2 separate regions of the Mus musculus genome follow, and region 1 is linked to region 2. Evidence: chromatin contacts called from public HiChIP or PLAC-seq data. All regions are on one chromosome and are shown on one strand. Each heading gives the region's core, a stretch centred on a gene start, on an enhancer-like site or on the middle of the called end of the contact. The rest is flanking DNA. Distances are from core to core; before and after follow the strand shown. Region 1 holds the start of Ptprs (protein tyrosine phosphatase, receptor type, S). Region 2 overlaps Ptprs (protein tyrosine phosphatase, receptor type, S).

The links. HiChIP or PLAC-seq counts read pairs in DNA pulled down with a chosen protein or histone mark.
Region 1: a contact with region 2 is called in an H3K27ac HiChIP or PLAC-seq map of bone marrow-derived dendritic cells, with 2.1 times the contacts expected there. The contact joins the promoter of Ptprs here to the enhancer-like site in region 2. A contact is called at or near these places in 6 of 39 promoter capture datasets (cranial neural crest, embryonic stem cells, liver and 3 more), 2 of 15 datasets of contacts at CTCF or cohesin (CD8 T cells and the G1E-ER4 cell line), 30 of 484 Hi-C or Micro-C datasets (B cells, the C2C12 cell line, CD4 T cells and 21 more), 21 of 115 datasets of contacts at active chromatin or transcription factors (the 230-238 cell line, CD8 T cells, DN3 thymocytes and 15 more) and 4 of 9 other capture datasets (adipose tissue, liver, macrophages and 1 more).

Annotation. Positions count from the first base shown.
Region 1 is chr17:56,473,967-56,478,928 of GRCm38.p6, forward strand. It overlaps Ptprs (protein tyrosine phosphatase, receptor type, S), which reads right to left and starts at 2,514. Exons shown (of 33, transcript NM_011218.2): 1 at 2,374-2,514. Gm32822 (a long non-coding RNA gene) reads left to right here. Exons shown (of 4, transcript XR_385656.4): 1 at 1-1,386; 2 at 2,250-4,365. It overlaps Gm9258 (a long non-coding RNA gene), which reads right to left and starts at 2,307. Exons shown (of 1, transcript XR_105855.2): 1 at 1,382-2,307.
Region 2 is chr17:56,440,212-56,445,395 of GRCm38.p6, forward strand. The region is part of intron 6 of Ptprs (protein tyrosine phosphatase, receptor type, S); the gene reads right to left. Among named protein-coding and RNA genes, the nearest start is that of Mir6977, 24 kb to the left of the region's middle. Within about 2 kb of position 2,725, at least 15 of the 459 cell types and tissues checked have an H3K27ac peak or open chromatin away from gene starts, as enhancers often do. A contact at or near this core is called in bone marrow-derived dendritic cells, bone marrow-derived macrophages and conventional type 1 dendritic cells, where this site is marked.

The DNA.
Region 1 (4,962 bases), core at 1,264-3,763, 34 kb after region 2:
AGGTGTCCCCCGACCCGGCGGGTTTATAAATATCTATCTTTATTTTTAGGCTTTTCCTCTGGCTCGCCCCCACCCCGAACTTTCTCGATGCTCCCTCCTTTCCCCCACGCGGCGGCTGAGACACAGGGAACAGGTGAGCGCGGGGCCAGCGCGACAGGGCCACGCGGCAGGTGGGGACATCAGCGAAGCCACAGGTCCGCGGACACCGAGAGACACACAGAGTCAACGCAGCAGGGGAAACTGAGTCACCAAGAGGCACTTGGCCGCCTTTGAGTCCACGAGGGACACGAGGACACCCCGACTTCCTGGGGTAGAGACAAGGGCCCCAGAGGCTCTGAGACTAATCCAGTGTGCGGAGGGTCACGGCCACACTGCAGCGTGGGGACCGTGGATGTGGGGTCCCCTTCTGTGAACCTGCCACACACCAAGAGCCCCCAATCCCATGGGACCCGCGGACAGACCTCAGCCTTCCTGGCCACACCCGGTCGGCATCGCTGTCCCCTGCGGGCGCCGCCCCAAGACTGGCACCTGGCCACAGCCCCCCAATCCTCCGGGGACACGGATGTCACCCTCCAGGGCGCGATACCGGCCGCAGAGCTCGCCTGGAAGCCCGGGCTCCCGCGACGGTTCGTTCGCCCTGAGCCCAATTAGGAGGATGCTCAGGGCAATCTCAGTGGCGGGTGGCTGGTTTCCCCCGGGGGACTGGGGGTGGGAGAGCCATCCCCAAGAAGAAATGCAATGTCATGGTGAGGGTGTGTCCCCCCCATACTCCTTGGGGCCCCACAAGGGACAGGACGGGAGTTTGTGGGTCTCTGGAGACCCAGGCGCGATGGGCAGGGAGACGGACCGGAGGCCAGGCACAGACATTATCTGGGACCTAAGTGTCCCCCCACTGTTCCGAGCTGGGGACTCTGAGGTTGGTCGGGGCGGGAAGCCGCCCCCAGCTCCAGCTGCCCGCCTGCAGCCGCCAAGAAATCAGCTGGCAGAAGGCAGGAGCAGGGACAGAAGGCAGCTGGAGATTGACAGGGGGAGGGACACAAAGAAAGGAGAAAAGACCGGGCAGGGGGGAGGGGAGTCTATGCAAATGGCAGCTCCCACTACCCGGCCTTTAATGAAGGAAGGAGTCGCAGCTGGCAAGAGAGGCCAGAGCCCGAGTAGGAGGGTCCCAGGCTAGCCCAGACAAAGCAGACGGCCGTTATCTGCACCATAGAGACAGCAGCACCCCCCGGGGGGTACAGAAGCCAGGACCCAGGATCCAGGTGCAGAAAGATGGGTGAACAGGATGTGTCCACCAATCTAACACCCTCGGGATCCCTCTTGCTCTGTAGAAGACTCTTTGGATCCCCGAGTGCCCATCCAGGCTTGGGACACCTCAGAGGTCTCCATGTGAGCACCAAGGACGGTTTATTGGGGGAGGGACATCCTTGCTCAGGTTGGAAAGTGAGCGTAAGGGAACCCCTGCCAGGCCAGGAGACACCCGGGGAAGTGACCGTTAGGAGGTTCTACTGGAGGGAGAGACGAGGTGAGGGGTGACCGGGAAGATGGGCGCTCACACCTGCTGCAGGTTTTCGGGGGCATATGGAGGCAGATTTGAGAGCAGGGAAAAGGGGTAACGCACAGGGATTTGGGGGGTGTGGCAATCAAAAGGATCCTCGCTCATAGTGGTGCTGGGGTTTGGGGGTGAAGAGGCTCCACGATGAGCAGAGAACTTGGCCCTGACCCAGCTCGCATTGCAACGGGGGTACCTGCTCTCGGACCCCATTTCCTTCTGCGCCCCAGTCCCCGCCCCCGGTGACGTCACCACCCTCAGCCAGTCGGGGGGCTCTTGGGGTGTACCGGGGGCCTTAGGGCCGCAGGCTGGCTCCCCGGGGTTCCCCACAGGCCCCCGCATCGCGAGGATGAGGGTGGATGAGCAGTCCCAATCCCAAAGCTGGGGGAGGTCGGGGGTTGGGGGCGCCCGGACCGCAGAAGGGTGGAACCGAAGCCCCAGGTGATCTGAGGCGCCTGGCCCGGTCTGCAGCTCCAGACGCTGACACCGCGCACCGCACACCGCGTCCCCGCCCGGCTGGTGCAGTCGGTGACCCTGGGTACGGGCCAAGTCGCCCGCGCGCGTCCTCATCCCTCCTGGACCCTGTCTCTACCGGTTCCCGTTTCTGTGGGTCTCTGTCCCTCCGGGTCCACAACCCTCGCGGTCCCCATTTCTCCAGCTCCATCCCTCCAGGTCCTCCACATCCCTCTCCTTCTTGCAGAATCCGATTACGGCTGCAGCCCGGACCCCCTTCGGAGCACAAAGGCGGAGAAGCTTGGAAGCACAAAGCCGGCGCCGCCCACCCCGCCCCCTGTGTCCCCCGTGCGCCCCGTGCACCCCGGTACCTGCGGGCTCCGCATGCTGCTCCCGGCACCGGGTCGGCCCGGGCTCCGGCGGCTCCGCGTGTGCGCGCGGCCCGAGCTGCCTGGCGGGCGGGGCAAAACCCCACTGCGGCTCGCGCGCCCCCAGCCGGTGACGTCACCCCTTCCGCCGCCGCGGCCCTGGGGCCTGGCCGTGTACAGTACTGCGCCTGCGCGCAGATGCCTGCCCAGTGAGGAGGCGCTGCTGGGTCACGTGCTTCAGGAGCCTGTAGAAGGCCCGGGGAGCACGTGGGACGTGGGACACGTGGCCCGGCCTGTCTCCTCTGGATTCCTTTTAAACTCAAGTTCTGTTGTAGCCCATGCTGGCCTCAAGTTACACTGAGGATGACCTGAGCCTCCTGCCTGTCTCCCCACTCTGCTTTCTTTGGCCAAAATATCCTTTCCCTAAAATCTTTCCCATCAAGCCCGCCTTGCTGGCTGAAGAGGCTGAAGCAGGAGGACGTCGTTTTTGAACAGCCTGGGATAACAATGAATTCGAGACCAGCTTGGGAAAAGGAGGATGAGCTGGGCATTAAAAAAAATTTTTTAAAAGTGGGGGTGGGGCTCAAAATGGCTCGGCAAATAGAGGTGTTTGCAGCCCAAGCCAGAGAACCTGACTTCAATCCCCAAAGTCCCATAGTGGAAGGAGGAATCTGACTCCTATGGCGCTGACCTCCACATGTATGCACACACCCATGTCCACTGAGTTACTAGACATGCCAAACAGATGAAATGCAGCAAAAGACTGAAAAACACCTTAAAGAAAAGAGTAGTCACAGGCATGGGGTGCGAAACTTTTAGACAGCAGCAGGAGAATTGCTGCAAGTGTGAGTCGAGTGTGGACTGCACCTGAGACCCTGCCTCAAATAACGAAACGATTTTGTTTTACAGTCTGGGTTTTTTTCCCCTCTGGAATTCATTCATTCCGGCCCAGAGCTGGAGACATGAGCAAGAGCCTGGAGCCGAAGAGTCCGGGCGGAAGGACTGGGTCATAAACGGGGAAGAGTGCCATGAATAATTGACAAGGAGCCTAAATTAAGAACAGGGCTTCCCAGAGCCTGCACCGCGGCCAGTTTAGCAGAGACGGCTTTGTCCTCTTGCCTGACTGGGGTGACCCTGATTGACGTACGTGGTGCTAGTCGAGATTGGAGCACGTAGAAGGTGCCGGAGGTTTGCATAGTGTTCAGGGGCCCTTAGTGTAGTTTCTCTCATGCACAGCAGGTACTTGAAGTTTGGGTACTCTGTGGAGATGTCCACATCCTTGCATAGTCCCTGCAGGTGTATGGCACTGTTGGCTGCACACAGTGTGTACTCATATATTATGGAGCTGGGTGCTGGCAGGACTGGCCATGCCAGAGCAGACTGGCCATCCATCAGGGAGGGAACCAGGCCTTGCCTTGTTTGTCCGAACTGAGTAACCGCTTCTGCCCCCTGGGTCCTCGTGAGCAGCGAAGGGGAACATGTAAACCGCGGGTCTGAGAGTCTGGAAGCTTCCAGTGGCCATTCATCCCCTCTCAGATCCCCGCTGTGTTAAATGCCATTTACACAGAAGTAACAAAACAGAACAATCGGCCTGCAGCTGACAGAGCATAGACAGGCAACAATATATCAACCCAAAGCCGGTTATGTGTTCAGCCACTTAGGGCGGCCATCGCTACCTCTGCTTCAGTCACAGCAGACTCCTGCTCCTCCTTTGCCCCTACTCCTCCCACACAGGTTCCGGCCTGCCCCAGGGCCCTGGTACATGCTGGTCCTCAGCCTAGTGAGATGTTCCTTTCGCTGCTCAGAGACGACCATTCCCAGAACCACTTCCTGGCAGACTGTTCCCAATATTGTGCTGAAGAGGTATTCTCACAGTCAGAAATGCTATGACCCTCCGTTTGCTTCTCATGACGCAGGCTCCTTGCTCGGGTTGTGCCTCGATGTCCTGTCTCTGTGTGGCAACAGCTGATGACTTAGGGCTGTAGGAAGAGTGAGGTGAGTCATCCTACCAATCACCGCAATTGGTGGAGCCTAGAATTCCCCAAGAGAGGCTTGGGGGCGTGGCTCAGGCCGCAAGGTCGGGGTCACCGCTTAACTTTGCACAATGATTTCAGCATATTCTAACTGTTGTTGCACCCAGCCCCCTAAGGGGAGGTACTGAGCAGTGACCATATTTGAGCAGACCAGCAGAACCGGTCTTCTCTGAGGGGGCTGTGTTGGATCCAGGGCGGGACCCAGTGGGCTCTAAACTTCTGGTTTTTCTGCCCAGCCTGGCACACACACGGAGGGCAGTATGACTCATTGTTGGGTGAAAAGTTCGCTCTGGAACATTCCTTCCCTCCTGAGTCTGTGGGGCTCGAGGGGCTCTCCCCAGATGCCCACGCTCTTCTTGGCAACTTCCAGTACCTGGTTATTATTTCCTGTTTTTCTCTTCTCTCTCTCTCTCTCTCTCTCTCTCTCTCTCTCTCTCTCTCTCCTTTCTTTCTTTCTTTCTTTCTTTCTTTCTTTCTTTCTTTCTTTCTTTCAATTCCAGTGGAGTGCCCAGTGTTCACAAAAGGCTTCTTCTAGCCGATTAGGGATTCTGTGATTGGA
Region 2 (5,184 bases), core at 1,475-3,974:
TTCCAGGGATACGCCCGGACCCCTCCCCGCCAGCAGAACACAGCATCTGGCCTTGCTACCCAGCAACTAAGGGCCTTGGCTAGACAGTGAGGCACCCAAGGGGTAAAAGCCCCCAGAGAAGGCATCCTCAGGACAGACCAACCCAGACCCAGAACACGGTCTCCCTAGATACCCCTGAACCTCACTAGGGGTACTGTATACTACAACCTAGAGGCTAAGACCCTCAGCCTGGGATCCAAGGCTCCTTATATGTAAGTCCAGGCTATCCAGTGACCTGCAGGGAACAGGCTCTGAGTGGACAGAGCCTAGGTCCATATCCAGCCCAGTCAGGGTGTTGCCAACACTGTTGTCAGCCCCTTCCCCCAACACCCTCTGTGACAAAAGACTCAACTGGTTACCTCTCAGCCACTCATCTCTGCCATCTCATCCACAGTAGCCACTGCCTATCTTCTATCTCTATCAATCAACAGCTATCTGTGGAGACAGGGTCTTGCTCTGTAGCCCAGGCTGGCCTCCAACTCATTGTAACTCTCTGTGACCTGGAGGTCTGAGCTACAGAGCTGCCTCATTTGACTGCCTCTAATAAGTCCAGTCTGCAGCAGAGGACACAGCCAGCCAGAGAGGTGACGAAGCTAAGGAGAATGAAGAGTTGCCAACCTCAAAGCCACGCCTGCCACTCTCCCAATCACAGGCGAGCAGCAATGACAGCTGAGTGTCCCCTTTTCACCATCTCAGTTCTTTTAAATGTGTTAATCTTTCCCGGGGGATGCAGAGAATGAACATCCCCAGTCATGTGAGCCATGGGCCCTAGCTGAGCCTTACCGGCAATTGTCATACATGCTATACCCTGAGGCCACTAGTGCAATGTGTGGAACACTAAAGGGACAGAGCCCAAAGCTTACAGAGCTCACTTGGTCACTGAGGACCAGGTATCTGGTTCTACAGGCTCTGCTCATGTCTGACCCAACTTTAGTTTATATTTATCGTCAAGGGTGCTGCTGTGTGCAAGTGACCTCAGTTTTCAAAACAAAGAAGCTACAAGTGACCTGAATATGCAGTTTCTATCCAGAGCTGACTGTGTTCATGAAATGCTGGGTGGGACCACATGTCATCTCAATGGTCATTGGTTCTGATGTTGAATGGCCAGCCCCAATCAGTTCAATGTCAGCTCCCATCAGCTGCAAAGGTGTCTGGGGCATCCAAGAAATGTTGCCCACTGGCCTTCAGGGCTCTTTGTTGGTTTCTGTGTCCTGTGGGAAGTGGGCTGGTTTGCCAGAGTATGCAGGGGAGGGTGCTGCAGGCAGGAGGTGGCTGTCATCTCCTCCCAGCCAGTGGGCGTGACGGCTGATGCTGTGTTCTGCCCACTTCTGGGCAGTCGCCCACCCGCTTTGTTCCTCCACCCCTTGGCTGCAGGCTTGAGGTGCACATTAGGAAATAAGGTGGGCGCAGAGCCCACAGGATGGACAGGCCCCGAGGGACCCCCGCCCCAAATTACCGACCTGAAAGGAGGGTCCAGGCGGGTTATAAGGGGCAACACCAGCCTTGGTCCTCGGCACGCTCCAGCTGGCTCTGGTCCCCAGCTCTTCTGGTCACCGAGTAGCCGGGGAGGGTCCCAGCAGGGGGAACCCAAGTGGGTGAGTGGGGTCAGGAGGGTTGGGTGGCAGGGGTGGGGGATGGTGGTGGCAGGTTAGGAGGGGATGGTCGCTTCAAACCCCGATTCACATGGCCAAAAAAAAAAAAAAAACCAAAAAAATCAAACCAACTGAAAAAGCATCAGAACTAGGAGACAGCCCCTCCCCCAAGCAGGAAGAGGCAGAAACCAAAACTTCAATGTGGGGGTTTAAGGGTGAGGGGTAGGTAGGGAGGGCAGGAGGGGTGAGTGGGGAAAAAACTCAAAATGTGAGGTGGCCTGGTTGAAGCGCTAGGTAAAGGGTCCCAACAGTGTTGCACAACTAAGGATCAAGCAAGCCGCAGATGGGGGGCGGGACTCTGCTGGGCATTTTGGAGTGAGAGAAAAATGTGGCTGGTTCTCTAAACTCCAAAATGAGTATGTAGATGCGAGCTGGGGTGGGGATGTGCCAAGGACTTGTGCAGCCTCTGGGGTGGGAGTTGAGTAAGGTTTTTAGATTACACCTGTCACAGGGGGCAGGCAGAGGCCCAAGCTCAAAGCCTATTCCCCCGTCCCTTCCCCTCCCGCCTGCCTCCAGTTCCACCCCTGGCTCCCTTGGCCAGGAAGCTGCCATATGAAGGCCCAGAGGGCCCCAAGCCCTGGCCGGGGCAGCTAAGCAAGTGGTCTTGGCAGGCTGTTGGGTCTGTAGCCCACAGTCATTTCCCAGCATTCCATGTGTCTGTGAGGGGGAGCCCTGTCTCCCTCTTTGATTCCCCTTACCTTCTTGCCAATTTGTTTTCCCCACCCCCATCCGACACTGTGGCCATGGGAGACTGTGGCTTCTCCCAAGGACCAGGTGTAATCTAATGTCCTGACCGACCCGGCCCACAAGGGACACAGATGCAGAGGGTGAGGCAGGCAGCAGGCGACATGTCAGTCAGTGCTCAGTGTTCCTGTGGGATGCCCTCCCCACTTCCACCAGACCCCACTGGAGTCTCCCCGCCCTGAGACCCTCTCCTTCAGTACAGGACAGGGTGATGGGGAGTTCGTGTTCTGTCAAGGGCACAGCCAATGGGAAGGGGAGCTGAGCAACAGATCCCACAGAGCATCTGGGGAAGTGAGAGCAGTTCCAGGCTCCAGATCTCTCACAGTTCCCATTCTGGGGACATGAGAATGGGGGACCTATAAGTCAGGTGACAAATTCCAGGATTTGGGTACAGAAATGTCACTGAAGGCCAACCTATCTGTCCAGGCGACAGGAGCAGGTCAGCCTCTGAGGGTCTGAGAGCATGCTGAGCTCAGAAATCATGTAGGGACTGGGGGTCTCCTCGGCCTCGCTGGCTGTACAGGGTAATAGGAAGCCAGCATTAGAGGCTCAGATCCCCGACACCGCAACGCTGGTGCAGGTTAACCTGCAAACCTCTTAAAAGGCTTGTAGCTTTAAACTACTGACGAGGAAAAATGTGAAGAGCCTTCAATGACATCATCTGGCTGTCTCCTGGCACCGGCTTCCCTCAGGAAATCCCAGACAGGGGCAGAATGTACATTTAAAAACAACCTTCTATCAGGCTCTGAGTCCCCAAAGGTCAAGGGTAGTGCAGCTCTTGGGGCTTCCTCAAAAGCTGAGCCTGCTAGTTGGGGGGGCAGCCGGGGCTGTCTGTCTGTCTGTCTGTTTCTAGGGCTGCTGACTTTGCAGTGAGGGAGTTTCCATGTCACTGTAGATCTCACAGGCCTGCTCGCCTGGTGGGTTCTTGTGTGCCAAGGGGGCCTTAGCGCTCCAGGGTGCCCTCATCTGCCTCTCTTGGGCCCCAGGACTTCCTCAGCAAAAACCACAAGGGGGAAAATGACATCACTGGCCCCAGAGGAGCCACCTGTCTCCAGAGGATAGGCCTCAGAAAAACACCAATAAAGAACAAATGATCCAGGCGGGCTCGCAGATTCACTTCTGCACTGTGGTGCTCTCTGAGCCAGCTCCCACCGGCTGCAGCCCCCACAGGCCATTTTATTTTTATGTGGTTCTGGATCTGAACTCAGGGCTAAGAGTATGCTTAGCAAGTCTCACCACTGTCCCTTAGACTGCCACATTTAAACAGAGGACACTGGAGACACCCGGCCACCTAAGGCTAGAGGCCCCTTTCTTCCTCCCTTTTCAATTCATGTGGGTGCCCAGGATCATCTTTGTCCCGGGTGTGTGATGCTGTCAACTTCACAGTTCACTTGAGGACTGAGAGCTCGTAAGAGGTCAAATGAGAAGCCCAAGTTCACACACCTGGAAATCAGTACCTGCCAAGGTTGAGTGTGTGCCCCAGGCCTGGACAGGAGTGATCTCCAAGGTTAGGTGGTCCGTGAGCATTCCCTGTCCCCAGCACCTGCTTTGCGGAGGGACCTGGGAGTCTGCCTGTGGCTCAGGCTGGCAACTTCTATACCAACTGAGAGCAGAGGCAACAGTATCCCTTCCTGGTGCATCTAGAGAACTTTCCTGATCAGGCTCTGGGTTTAATAACTGGGAAGGTACAGAGGAGGCTGTGGGTGGGTGACCTGCCTAGGGGAGCTTGGCTCTCAGTTATCCCCTGGAGCAGTGAGGTGCAGCGCAGACTGGGAATTAAAGGGGTTTCCATTCTTTAAGGTGGATAGGGCAGATGGTGGATGTGTGAATCTCAGGAGAGAGAGAGAGAGAGAGAGAGAGAGAGAGAGAGAGAGAGAGAGAGAGAGAGAGAGAGACACACAGAAAGAACAAGAACTAAGAGAGAGGAAAAAAGAACGTTTAGAAAGAGGGAAGGGCAGAGAGTCGGGGAGAGGCCACGCCCCAAATGCCCCTGGTTTTCTCCGGAGTTCCACAGCCCTGATGCTCAGGAGACCCAGAAAGTGACCACATTGTGGGACAGCACATCTGTGCTTGCACCTGGAGGTGCACTGCTGCTGGCCAGGTATTCTCTCAGAGGCTGTCACATCACTCACCCACCCCATAGGCAATGCTAGGTAAGCCTAGCTGCATGAAGCCACTTCCAGCTGCCACACTGTGTCCTTTCTGCCAAGCTCTCGAGACCCTTGAGCTGTGGCACCCCACTCCTTTTTAGGTTGGCCAATACTGAGCAGAAACTTGGGGGGGTGCACTGGCAGACCCTGGCTGTGTACTTTGGGAGGACAAGGTTTGAAATATGCTGAGGCAGGAGAATGGGCTTGGGGGCTGACTGTTTCCTGCCAGGTGCGTAGAGGGCAATGGAGAAGGAAGCATGGTTAACCTGGGCGCCCCACCACCACTTGTGCCCTTGGTCATATGATGCCTAAGTGGTCACTTTTTGTCACAGCATCCCAGCTGTGGGACCCCTTCCACCCTCTGGGTGACAGCTGGGACAGGAACACTGGCTTTAAACTCACAATGCATTTGGTAACAACCACAACAGCTCAGCCCAAGAAAACCAAAACCCAAACAGCACAGAACAAGACAGAACCAAAGACATAGCTTTGGGGGGGGTGGGGGAGGGTGTCCAGTGGGGGGAGGCAGAGCAGAAATGTGTTTGAAGAACCAATTGATCCCCCAAAACAAAACTTATAAAAAAAGTTTTGAAAGAAAA